3 separate regions of the Mus musculus genome follow, and all the other regions are linked to region 1. Evidence: chromatin contacts called from public Hi-C and HiChIP or PLAC-seq data. All regions are on one chromosome and are shown on one strand. Each heading gives the region's core, a stretch centred on a gene start, on an enhancer-like site or on the middle of the called end of the contact. The rest is flanking DNA. Distances are from core to core; before and after follow the strand shown.

The links. A called contact is a pair of places that touch in the nucleus more often than the background predicts. HiChIP or PLAC-seq counts read pairs in DNA pulled down with a chosen protein or histone mark.
Region 2: a contact with region 1 is called in an H3K27ac HiChIP or PLAC-seq map of the NIH/3T3 cell line, with 8 times the contacts expected there. The contact joins two enhancer-like sites. A contact is called at or near these places in 1 of 484 Hi-C or Micro-C datasets (adipose-derived mesenchymal stem cells) and 1 of 115 datasets of contacts at active chromatin or transcription factors (the NIH/3T3 cell line).
Region 3: a contact with region 1 is called in a Hi-C map of 3T3-L1-derived adipocytes, with 4 times the contacts expected there. The contact joins two enhancer-like sites. A contact is called at or near these places in 3 of 39 promoter capture datasets (3T3-L1-derived adipocytes, hippocampal neurons and liver), 2 of 484 Hi-C or Micro-C datasets (3T3-L1-derived adipocytes and liver) and 1 of 115 datasets of contacts at active chromatin or transcription factors (the NIH/3T3 cell line).

Annotation. Positions count from the first base shown.
Region 1 is chr6:12,453,793-12,457,553 of GRCm38.p6, forward strand. All of the region lies in intron 6 of Thsd7a (thrombospondin, type I, domain containing 7A), which reads right to left. The region is part of intron 1 of Gm38583 (a long non-coding RNA gene); the gene reads left to right. Among named protein-coding and RNA genes, the nearest start is that of Gm38583, 19 kb to the left of the region's middle. Within about 2 kb of position 1,534, at least 14 of the 459 cell types and tissues checked have an H3K27ac peak or open chromatin away from gene starts, as enhancers often do. A contact at or near this core is called in 3T3-L1-derived adipocytes and the NIH/3T3 cell line, where this site is marked.
Region 2 is chr6:13,029,627-13,033,250 of GRCm38.p6, forward strand. No RefSeq gene overlaps it. Among named protein-coding and RNA genes, the nearest start is that of Tmem106b, 38 kb to the right of the region's middle. Within about 2 kb of position 1,530, at least 12 of the 459 cell types and tissues checked have an H3K27ac peak or open chromatin away from gene starts, as enhancers often do. A contact at or near this core is called in the NIH/3T3 cell line, where this site is marked.
Region 3 is chr6:13,051,079-13,054,570 of GRCm38.p6, forward strand. No RefSeq gene overlaps it. Among named protein-coding and RNA genes, the nearest start is that of Tmem106b, 17 kb to the right of the region's middle. Within about 2 kb of position 1,448, at least 58 of the 459 cell types and tissues checked have an H3K27ac peak or open chromatin away from gene starts, as enhancers often do. A contact at or near this core is called in 3T3-L1-derived adipocytes and the NIH/3T3 cell line, where this site is marked.

The DNA.
Region 1 (3,761 bases), core at 284-2,783:
ATTATTATAGAAAATAAGAAAGAATTACTAGTAACAAATATAGTCCTTGATAAAGAAAATCTTAGGTCATTCCCGAGAAAAATATCATATTTTGACTGGATGAGAGTAGTGAACTTTGTTTTGTTGTTGTTTTTTTTGTTTGTTTGTTTTGTTTTAGAAAAGGTAAGATAAGTTTAAATAATGTTTAAAGGGTTCACAACATATAAGCAAAGAGAAGGAAGAAAGATTTACCAAGAAATAGACTTGATGTGAGATAGGGGGTCAAGACAAAGACAACCGCAGGTCCAGAATTGAATGCAGAGGTCCAGAGAGGCAGCAGCCAGGACAGAAGCAGAAGGCCCAGTGGAGCCTGCTGAGTAGACCTGGAACTCCAGGGAAGAACTGATTTTAATCTTTGGTAACCAGGCTTTCCTACATGGATGATAAATGTCAGAGCACTGTTTGTGAAAGACAAGTGGACAGAATGTGGAGGCACAGAGAACATTGCCAGGCGCTGTGCTTTCAATGGCTGGACTACGTGAGTGACAGTTTACTGATAGGGTTCTTAACTGCATTTAGTGGCTGTGAGTGTAAGGAGCAGATATAGGGGAGATTTTTCCGAAGGCTTGACCAAGGCCTTGACAGCAGATAGTATCAGGAACACAAAAGAGAGGAGCCAAAGTAGTATGAGAGATTTTAAGCCTGGATGACTAAGAGAAAGCTAGTGACTTTAGCAGAAATCAAGACAAAGAAGATAGAACATTTGGCCCAATTTTAGGTTTTTAGTGTGGTCTTGAGAAGAACTATTATTAAGAGTTTAAGCCTCTTAACCTCTGACACATTCCTTAATAAACATGCAACATTAAGATTGGGAAGTATCTTCTCTCAGGACTCCCCTCAGGTGGCACAGAATTAAGAGACCTCTGAGATCTGAAAGCTGCAAGAACATTTTGTGCATCCAAAATAAAATATAAAAACAGATCCAATCTTTAATCGGTAGTAATATTGTATGCTATCAGGATTTGTAATTACAAGAAAAATAACCTTTCTTATAGGACTAAATTATTGGTACCTACATGAAGTTATTTCTATTGTTCCTTCCCATTTCTTGTATTTCTTTTTTATCTTCTTTTGGGACATTTCACCCTATTGTTTCCTAACATATTCTACAGACTGTATTTGAGAATATACATTTTGGGACTGTCATTCTTTTAGTACACATTGTTGACTAGTGGCTTGTGCTTGCATATATTGAGTTTTATCCAAATCAACCAAACACTTCTTCATTTAGGGGCTTTATTGCTCAACTCAGATTACCACAAATGATAGTGGTTGTCATAGATGAGATTTATCACTCTAAGGATCAGGAAAAATTTCATTTTCTTCTTCCCTGTGAATGATCTCCTTGTTGGGTTTTCTGTACCACAGCCACTGACTCACCAGTTTCTAAATATTTGTTGGATTATTCTCAAAATGTCAGGAGTGCTGTCTTGGTGGTAGTTCTCAGAATCTGGTTCTCAATGGCAAACTGTCAGTGTGTTGAAATCCAGCAATATCTTGTATGTCCTATGATGTAAATATTCTGTTGTCTTGGTGAGCAACTCATCAGAATGGAAGCTGGACTTCAGATGTTGACCATGTTTTCTTCTAGCACAACAGAGTTCTGCTTTTTCTTAACAGGGATAATTGTACTGCTTTAGAAAACGCCTAGCCTCCACTTCCTAACAGGGAACCTTAAGTAAAAACCAATCCTCTTCAGAGGAATCATCATCTGATCTGGCTGAGAAGAAAAAAAATAGTAAAATACATATTCAAGGCATGCAATGGGACGAATTGGATTTGAAAATAGTTATAATCTTACAGATATCTAGCCAGCCCATAAACAGCTCTCCAGGGGCTGAACTCTACAGGATCCTTGGAATGGGTCTCAGAACTCCTCTTGTATGTGTGAGAAGTCAGAGCAATAATGGGAATCACTCCAGGTCAAAAGAATTATTGCCATTCTTTTATTGTGATAAAGGGCAAAAATGGAAGGAAATAAACACATTTTTAAGGCTATGATTAACTCATACCTCGAATCAATAGGAAATACAATTTAGTAAAAGAGGAGTTCGGAAAAAAAAAAGAATGTTCGTTGTTCTCTTTCTTGACTTTGACAAGTGATTACAGGATTACTTTTTTAAAACAGAGACAGCAGGGAGACTGCACTGCCTTTTTTCCAGCTTTATAAGAGATAAACACTTCTTTTTTCTGAGAACTGACAGGCACATTCTTTATACAGATTATCATGTTTTCACATTTAATATTATCCTTTCTATTGACCAAAGCTACATTTTAAGCCATCATGAAATCCACTTTTAAAAGCTTTTCTTGTTTTTTGTTTTTATTTTTTATTAAATTAGAACAGGAGGATAATACACTGGAAACAGAGGCAAGCCTTCTTTTATGACTCATACATGACATTCATTTATCATTTATCTGTGATTGCAGGAAATGGATCACAATGAGTCCAGTTCACTTGAATGTCTCTACGCTGTTTAATTTAAATCCACACTACTAAGATATACTTCAAACTATGAGAAAACCTAAATATCATAACATTTTCTAATCAAATTGAAAATATATTTTTAGAAAAACAAAACTGTTTGAGCAGTCAGCAGATTGTCATTGTCAATAATTAATATTTCCAAGAACATAGAACAGAAGCAACGCACCAGTTATATATAACAGAACTGATATAATTGCAGTATTATGTAAGAGTTTGATGAACATAAAATATAATTTAAAATGATAGGGTTTTGATATTACATGTATACTTTTAATGTGAAACTGTCCCAATAGGTTTTTGGGTTTGCACACTTGGTCCCTGCTGGTAGAAGTGTTTTCGGAGCAATACTCTTAAATGTGCCACTGCGGAGTTGCTTTAGCCCCTCATTACTTCTTGTCCAGTTTGGGCTTCCTGAAGGAGGACAGAGTGTGGCTAGTCCCACGATGGACTGGATCTATTCTTAAACCATGAGCCAAAATAATTTCCTGAGGTGTCATAGCACAGTAGTCATAGCATATATAGTCTTATTACATATAAGCATATAATTCTTATGTGGCTGCCACAGATGTGTACACACAGAGCTCAGATATGAATTTCTTAACCATCATGAGAAGTATGTTTACCTATGTTATGGTACATCATAGGCATTCTACGGAATAACTTAGAAGTTGACAATGTAACTTCTATCTTTTTTTATTTACTTGCTGAATAGCTTAATAGCAATTTGAAACATTCCTTCCATTGATTATAACTTATAAAATATTTCTTTTACGAAACACAGACTCTGAAACATATGGCTGTATATATCTGCTTTGTAAGCTGAATATGTTATAGTGAAGCAAGAGCATACAAGCATGACCAAGGGAAAGTAATTTCAATACAATGAAAACCTTGGTATTATTCCTTGATTAATTTTTTTATTGCTAAAGTTTACAGTTTTTGTTTTGTTTTGCTTTCTAAAGGAGGATCAAGACAGTTTGTTCCAAATTCCCTTTTTGCCCTCCTTTGACTGGAATTCTGTTTATGAATAATTGGATATGAGTAACTCCAGTCAGATACTTCTGATTTGCAAAAAATGCTGTGAAAATGCTGTCCTCTTGATAACTCTTGTCCTCCATAGAAACTCATTCACACTTCTGCATGGCAATTATGATACATGTGAATACTTGTAGCTTATTAAATCTTATGGAAGATACCAAATGTTTTTATACAGCTCCAACTTTAGCCTAAAATA
Region 2 (3,624 bases), core at 280-2,779, 580 kb after region 1:
TCAGCAATGAGTCAGTGTTCCCTTTTCCCTACATCCGGGAATTACCTTAGCCATTATGACTTCTCAAGGAAGTTCTCATTTGCATTTCCCTGGTGCTGAGGATGTTAAACATCAAATATGCCAAATTGGTAACATTTTCAATTTTATAATCTTGTGTAGTAATACACGATAATAATTGGCAAAACTCCATAAAGTACACAACATTTAGATTTGATATGTATACATAGTAAAATAATTAATATAATTGATTTAATTAGTATATCTCCACCACCCAGCTGGCCATTTATTTTAGTGAAATTGTTTACAATACAACAAGGCAGTGGTCACTGGGCTGTTCATTTGATCGTCAGAGCAGTCTCTTTGTATATCTGAGAGTTCATGCTCTTTAACCAATATTCCTCTGTTTCCCCTGCCTTGCCAGCTCAGGGAACTGTCTTCCTACCTCTGCTATGATCACTGAGTAAAAAATAACAGGAATAACAGCAGTACTAAACTGAGTCATACACCACAGAAAAGGTAAACTGATAAAATGTGAGCTTTTGTCCAGTCTATCTATTTTTATCTTTAAAAATATATTATATAAATAAATGGCAATGTGTGGATAAACTACTGCATAAAAACCATATTCCTGTGCAATAATAATTCTTGGCAAAATGAGTATGAGACCTGAAGCAAGTAATCCTACAAAGTAAAAAAAAAAAAAAAAAAAACAACCTTGAAGTATGTATTTGTATGTCACCATAATTGCATTCATAATGTAGTTTCCTAACAGCTGTGCAGGTATCCTTCTCTTTCCAGTTCTGTCTTCAGGAAAACATAGTGGCCATAGCATTCTGCATTCCAGTCTGTGTTCATTACACACTGTGTGGGGATTATGAAGGAACTAAGGATTCCTTATCTTCTAGACAGGTGGTTAAGTGTGAATTTTGCATTCACAGTTTTTAATAGACAAAATGATTCCTACTTACCAGGAAAAATTGTCTGTCAGAAGTTTATACCAAACTCCTTACTCAAGAACCCACAAGGGTTATCTGACTGCCCTCTTTCCAGCATGTGTACTGGCTTTAAAAATCAAGATTGTTAAAGTGTAACTTTGAAGTTAGTTCATAATCCCTCAGCTGCATCCTAACTAGACCTCTGGGATCACACAGCTTCCAACTTTCTGAACTGCTGTGCTTTCCTTTCTGAGGCTGCCTCAAAAACAAACATAACTACAGGATCACTGTACACCAGGTATCTGATATAATACATCACTCATTTTCAGTGCTTAGAAGTGGACTAGATGCTAAATATATTTGCTTTTATTTTGTCTGGTCATACATTATCCTATTGAACTTAAGGTTGAATACTGTAGCACATGAATTAAAGTTCTTAAAGATTTGAATAAAACCATTGCTTGCCCATTACATGATAAATGACACCCACTCCCCGAAAACAATGCCAGAAGAGAGGCCTGAACACCATAGTTAACAAAATGACACAGCAAATGAAAGAGCTGCCAAACATGGTCCAATCCAGAGCATCAGGAAACTGGAGAAAGGATGCCCCCAGCTGTACATGCCTGACATTACTCACAGTGTACTGGTTCTCCAAGCATCTATATTTGAAGCCAAAATTAAAATCACATAAAAAAAATGTAAGTGGGCATTCTGGTAACCATATTCCCATACCTTGCTTAGCAGAAAGTCTAAAGAAATGAGGAAAGAAAGGCTGGGTGGAGAGGATCATAAAGCACAAATAGTCCATTTTAAAGAAACATTTGATTATAGCAGCAGTGGAAAGAAAATGAATTCAGTTCCAAGAACAACCTAGCTATAACATATAGAATATAGGCTCTTCTATAAAAGAATATACAAGAGTAGTAGAACAGAAACTGAATAATAAAAATTCTTAACCCAAACAAAATAACAAGGGGAGATCAGGAAATACAAATAGCATTTAGCAAGACAGAGATTTAGTGATATATATATATATATATATGCATATATATACATATATATATACATATATATACATATAATATATGCATGATACATACGTATATATATAATACTTAATACAGATGGACTAATGGCTCAAGCTAACAAAATAACCAACAATTCAGTAGTCAATAAATTAGCAAAATAGGTGAAGAGATGCATTATGCTGAATTAAATAATTTTACTAATATGGAAATATGTTCAACTGCACTTATAACAAGGGAACATAATTTAGCTGTGACAATATTATTCACTTATTTTAGTAGCAAGTAAAGCATATATATAATGCACAAAATATATATAATTTCCACATATTTGTTACATTTACTCATACATCTGGGGGCAGATAGTTCAACCATGACTCTCTATACACAGGGTAATCAGAGAAACTAGAAGCTGTTCAATCTAAGAAACCTTAATACAAGGGAGACCAACGTTATCGTCCCAGACTGAGTTTGAAAGACAGAAGCTCTCTGTAATGTTGTTAGCATGTGTCTGCATTGAACGACTGAAGAAACTTGAGTCTGATGTCTTGAGATGGCAGTCAGTACAGTGACACGTTTGCTAAATAAGAATAGAGCTTGAATGTGTTACTTGCTTCTTCTACCTTCCACTTTCACTCCATGCAGGACCTCTGGGCCGTTCTGGATGTTCTTCACCTTCAGCTGCTATCCCATGTGCTAAAGGTTTTCAGGGAAACCCTCGTAGACCACCCAGGTTATGCTTTTCTACTTTCCTGGACATTTTTCGTCTATTTAAGTTGTGAAGACTCCATCACAGATCCAAGCATGGCGAAAGAATCTTTCAATTCCAGTAGTTAAGACGCTGAGACAGAGGTTCAGCCTGGGCTTCCTAAGAAGAACTTGTCTCAAAAAAAATTTAATCATTGCTAGCATGTAAAGAATATGGGAGCTCTCATATAATTTTGCTAGAAGTATGAGTCGGAATACATCCAGGGAGAATATATTATTTATAATCTAATGTGCTACATATAAAAATTATTCCCAAATATCAAAGTTTCCAACACAAGTATTTCTCTACAATTGTTTCAAAATTTTGGGAACAACTTGGGTGTGGCAGTTCTGAACATGTTGCTGATTATTAGAAACCACACATATAGACACAGCCATGTGAAGGCTTTGTTATGGTTGAATGATTTCTTTTTAAAGTGGGTCACAGACTTAGGGCTATAATTTTGTCATATCTGCCATGTATAAGGTTCAGTGCTCAATCATAATAGATACATAGAAAAAATAATAGATACATAGACAGCTAGGTAAATAGAGAGGCAAATAGACTAATAATAGATAACGTATTGACTAGAGAGATGCAAAGATACATATATGTCCTGAGTACATGGCTTATCTGGTACCCCCAAATAACCATAAGCCTAACGTGAAGCATAGGAAGTGCCAATAAATACTTTTGCTGTGCATTAGAAGTTTCCAGCCAAAGCACTACTGGCCTTTTGGCTCAAATACTTTGCTATTGGTGACTGTCCTTTCCTGTGCTTACCCATTTATTCAGGAGCACTACTAACCTTTTCCCACTAAGTACCAGTAGCACATGCTACAATCATTGTGTGTGTGTGTGTGTGTGTGCGTGTGTGTGTGTGTGTTGCCAAATATTCTCTAGGTAGAAGTAC
Region 3 (3,492 bases), core at 198-2,697, 600 kb after region 1:
GGACTCATTCTTCAAATCCACAGGGCTCTTCCTAAGTTCCAGGTTGAGGATATGTTGATTCTCCACCTCTGAAGCATTACTATGCCTCTGTTTGATGTTCTTTTCCAAAGAAGCACGTGTCAGGCTCCTCTGTTTCATCAGCTCTCTACTGAAGTACCAGTGAAGAACCTCACAAGAATTCACATAAATTAATAATGTACTCATCTTTCTTTTATTTTTTGCCCTGACTCTCATTGTTCTGTTGAGCTTGCTACTGTTTGACATTTTTAGGGCAGTCCTCTGTTTTAACCAGTTTGCCTGCATTCCCAGATGTGTAAGCTGAGTGGAGTCAAGACCCACCCCTGCTTATGTTTATTTTCCTTTAGTCTAGAGCAGCCCTTAACACAGAGATAATGCTCAATACCATTTGATAAGTGAACAAATGGAAACACTTTGGATTAATTCTTAAGCTCCACCCACTGATTGGCATGAAACAATGAAAGCTAAATACTTATAATAGCAAATTTTATTCCAAATTATGCTTAAAATATTTCTTTAGATTCTAACTACCTATTGGATAGTCTTGAATTCCCTGTCCAATTCTGCTTTCTCCTGTAAACAAAGGTGTTTAAGGATGAGAATAATAAAAAGGGAGTTGTATATTATTTTTTGAAATTTAGTATGTATTTTTCCCAGAACTGTCTCTAGACCATAAAATATTGAATAGAAACTCAAGTTAACTCTGGATTTGAATGAACGAGGACTTGAGTTAGGATCATGGAAAGGCCTGCCCTGGAGTGTGGGGGGGTGTACTTTGTCCAATTCCACCAAAGAAGCTTCTGTTTCCTTTTCCAGCTGGTATCAATTGTAAATAGCTTTGTGGCTAAGGTACAACTTCGTGCTCACTACTCTATGGGATTTTGTCTGGTTTGAACCTGTGCAGAGCTGATGCATGCTATGTCACAGTCTCTCTGAATTCATCCATATGTGCTTTGGCCATGTTGGATTGGAGTCACCCATCACTTTTGGTTCTTTGGCTCCTTCTGTCTCCTGTTCCACATAAAGCCCTGAGCCTCGAAGGGAGGGGTTTTATAGGACATCCCATTTAGGGCTGAGCACTCCAAAGTCTCTCACTGTACAATGTCTAGCTGCAACTCTGCGTTAATTACCATCTACTTCAAGAAGAAGCTTCCTCATGAAACGGAATCAGGAAACTTACTGCTATAGTTCTCATAGATTCCTGACCAAAAACGAAACAAAAACAAAAACAAAAAGAACAACAATACCCCTCCAAGATGTCTTTACAGAATGTACTTTGAATGGTTCTTCCAGCCAAATTCTGGAAATAGAAATAGAAATGACGAAATAGGTAGAACCTTCCTGACACACGTTGTTTATCCAAGGCTTGTTTTTCTGCCTGCATGCTCTAGTTATTTATTACATACTAATGCCTGATCTCTTGTGAAAGTCTCACCTTGTTGGAATGTCAAAGCTAGAAGTGATCTCTGTAATTTTCCATTAGTCATTGGGTAGTCCACTCTAGAAAGAGATTACATCTCTTGGTTTGCTTGCTTGGCTGGTGCCAAAGTCTGTTAAATGTTCTCTATGTATTGTTTACTTTAGTATTTGTGACTCAAAGTAGTTCTGCCAAGTACTCCATGAGTTCTACAAAATATGTCAGTAGAAATGAGTCAGCTGATATCACAGGAATAATTATATTAAACAAAAAATTCAAAAAAAAGCCATAGAAATGTAGAAAAATGCACTTCCAAGTAGGCAATTAATTCAATAATAAAATAAAGAACTGGTGACCTATTGGGTCCATGACATTAGCTAGGAAAGATGATTAATCAGTAAAAGAAGTGGGGGAGAGCACAGTCGGAAGATAATGAGCACATTCCAAGCCTAAAATGGAACAGAAATGAACTGCAGTGCCAAGAACAGTACACTGAGAAGAGCAGAATACTAGATCTGGTCATTGCTAGCGTTGCCAGCTGTGTGCTTTCCTTGTCCAAGGCATGAGGACCCTGATGCATACATACCCTTCCTAGTGAGCACTCTGGCCTATAACCCAGGGTAAGATCCCAGGGGGAAAGCTGCAGTAAATTTCATCAGCTGTCCAGAAAGGCACACTTCTGTGGCACTATCCCTGCAACTCTGTGCAACAGGAATCTCATCCCTCTACTCCTGTATTCTGCAGGATCTTCTAAGTCCTTTTTCAGACTAAGATTTGCATGGCATGTTGCTTTATCATCCATACCAGATTTAAAACTACTACAAACTCTATCTGTTCTCTGTAATCAGTGTGAACTTATTTTCTGTTCCTAAATTCTGTATGTTATAGAAATGCCTGTTTTCCCTCAGTACCCTTGCTCTAGCAGAGCTTAAAAGCGGTTTAGAAAGTGGATAATCATAAAAGAAGATCTACACACTAATTTTCATGATATTAACTACATATATTGGATTATGTGGTTCTTCATAATTATCATCAGATCAGGTATACAAGAAAAATGCATCTATTTAAACATCACCACCATCAACTCTTCTCATTACTCATCTCTTTACCTTAATTTACTTTTCAAAAAGGTCATTTCTTTCAGGTTTAAAGTATGTAATATTAATATTTATTTCAAACTCAGTATATTAGGTATGGTTTTTATGCCAGTAATCTTAGCACTTGAGACCTGTGTTATGAGGATAATAAAGTAGAGGCCAACCTGTGTTACATATCAAGTCTGAGCCAGCCTGACCTACATAGTAATTTCCAGGGCAACCTAGAATATACATGAGATCCTGTCTCAAACAATAGAAGAAAATTCTGTCTGTCATTAGTTTCATAGAACAAAGCTGTTGGAGGTGTCTTTATGATAAAGATACATACACACTAGAAAATAATTTAAATGTTTATACAGTTCAGTGTTCATATGATATGAAGTTATTAAAGATCAAAAGAAGCAAGGGAGCCACAATAGAGGAAAATAAGAAGAACAACAAATATCAAAGAAGGTGACTACAGTGGACAATATCAGTCAAACCAAGGCAATTTGCATGTACTGTAAAAAAATAAGAAACTGACTGAATACTAACAAGAGTTTATAGGTTAGCAATATAAAACAGGTCCTTGTAATAGAGATCATAGAACCTCACTGTTTGAGGGAACAGAGTCTGAAGAACTGAAACTTAGAAATTAAAACAAAACAGAACAAAAAACTCAGAACATTCAAAGTGGAAAATAATGCTATGGAAAAGAAAGAATGGAGATTGTAATACATTATAAATGATTTATAAAAAAAGTAAATTGCAGATATTAAGCAGCCAGTTCAATCAGTTTGTATAGCTATGCTCAACCCCATAACTATTTCCCAAAACAAAAAAGGAACTTTTGCACAGGTCCAGAAGAATTCCTCTGAATGTCAATTTCTCCCTGTAACTCAGGTGATCACTTTCCTATTTGTATAACATGTATTTGTTTTGGCTTTTAAAATGCATGTAAATGGGATAGCACTATATGCA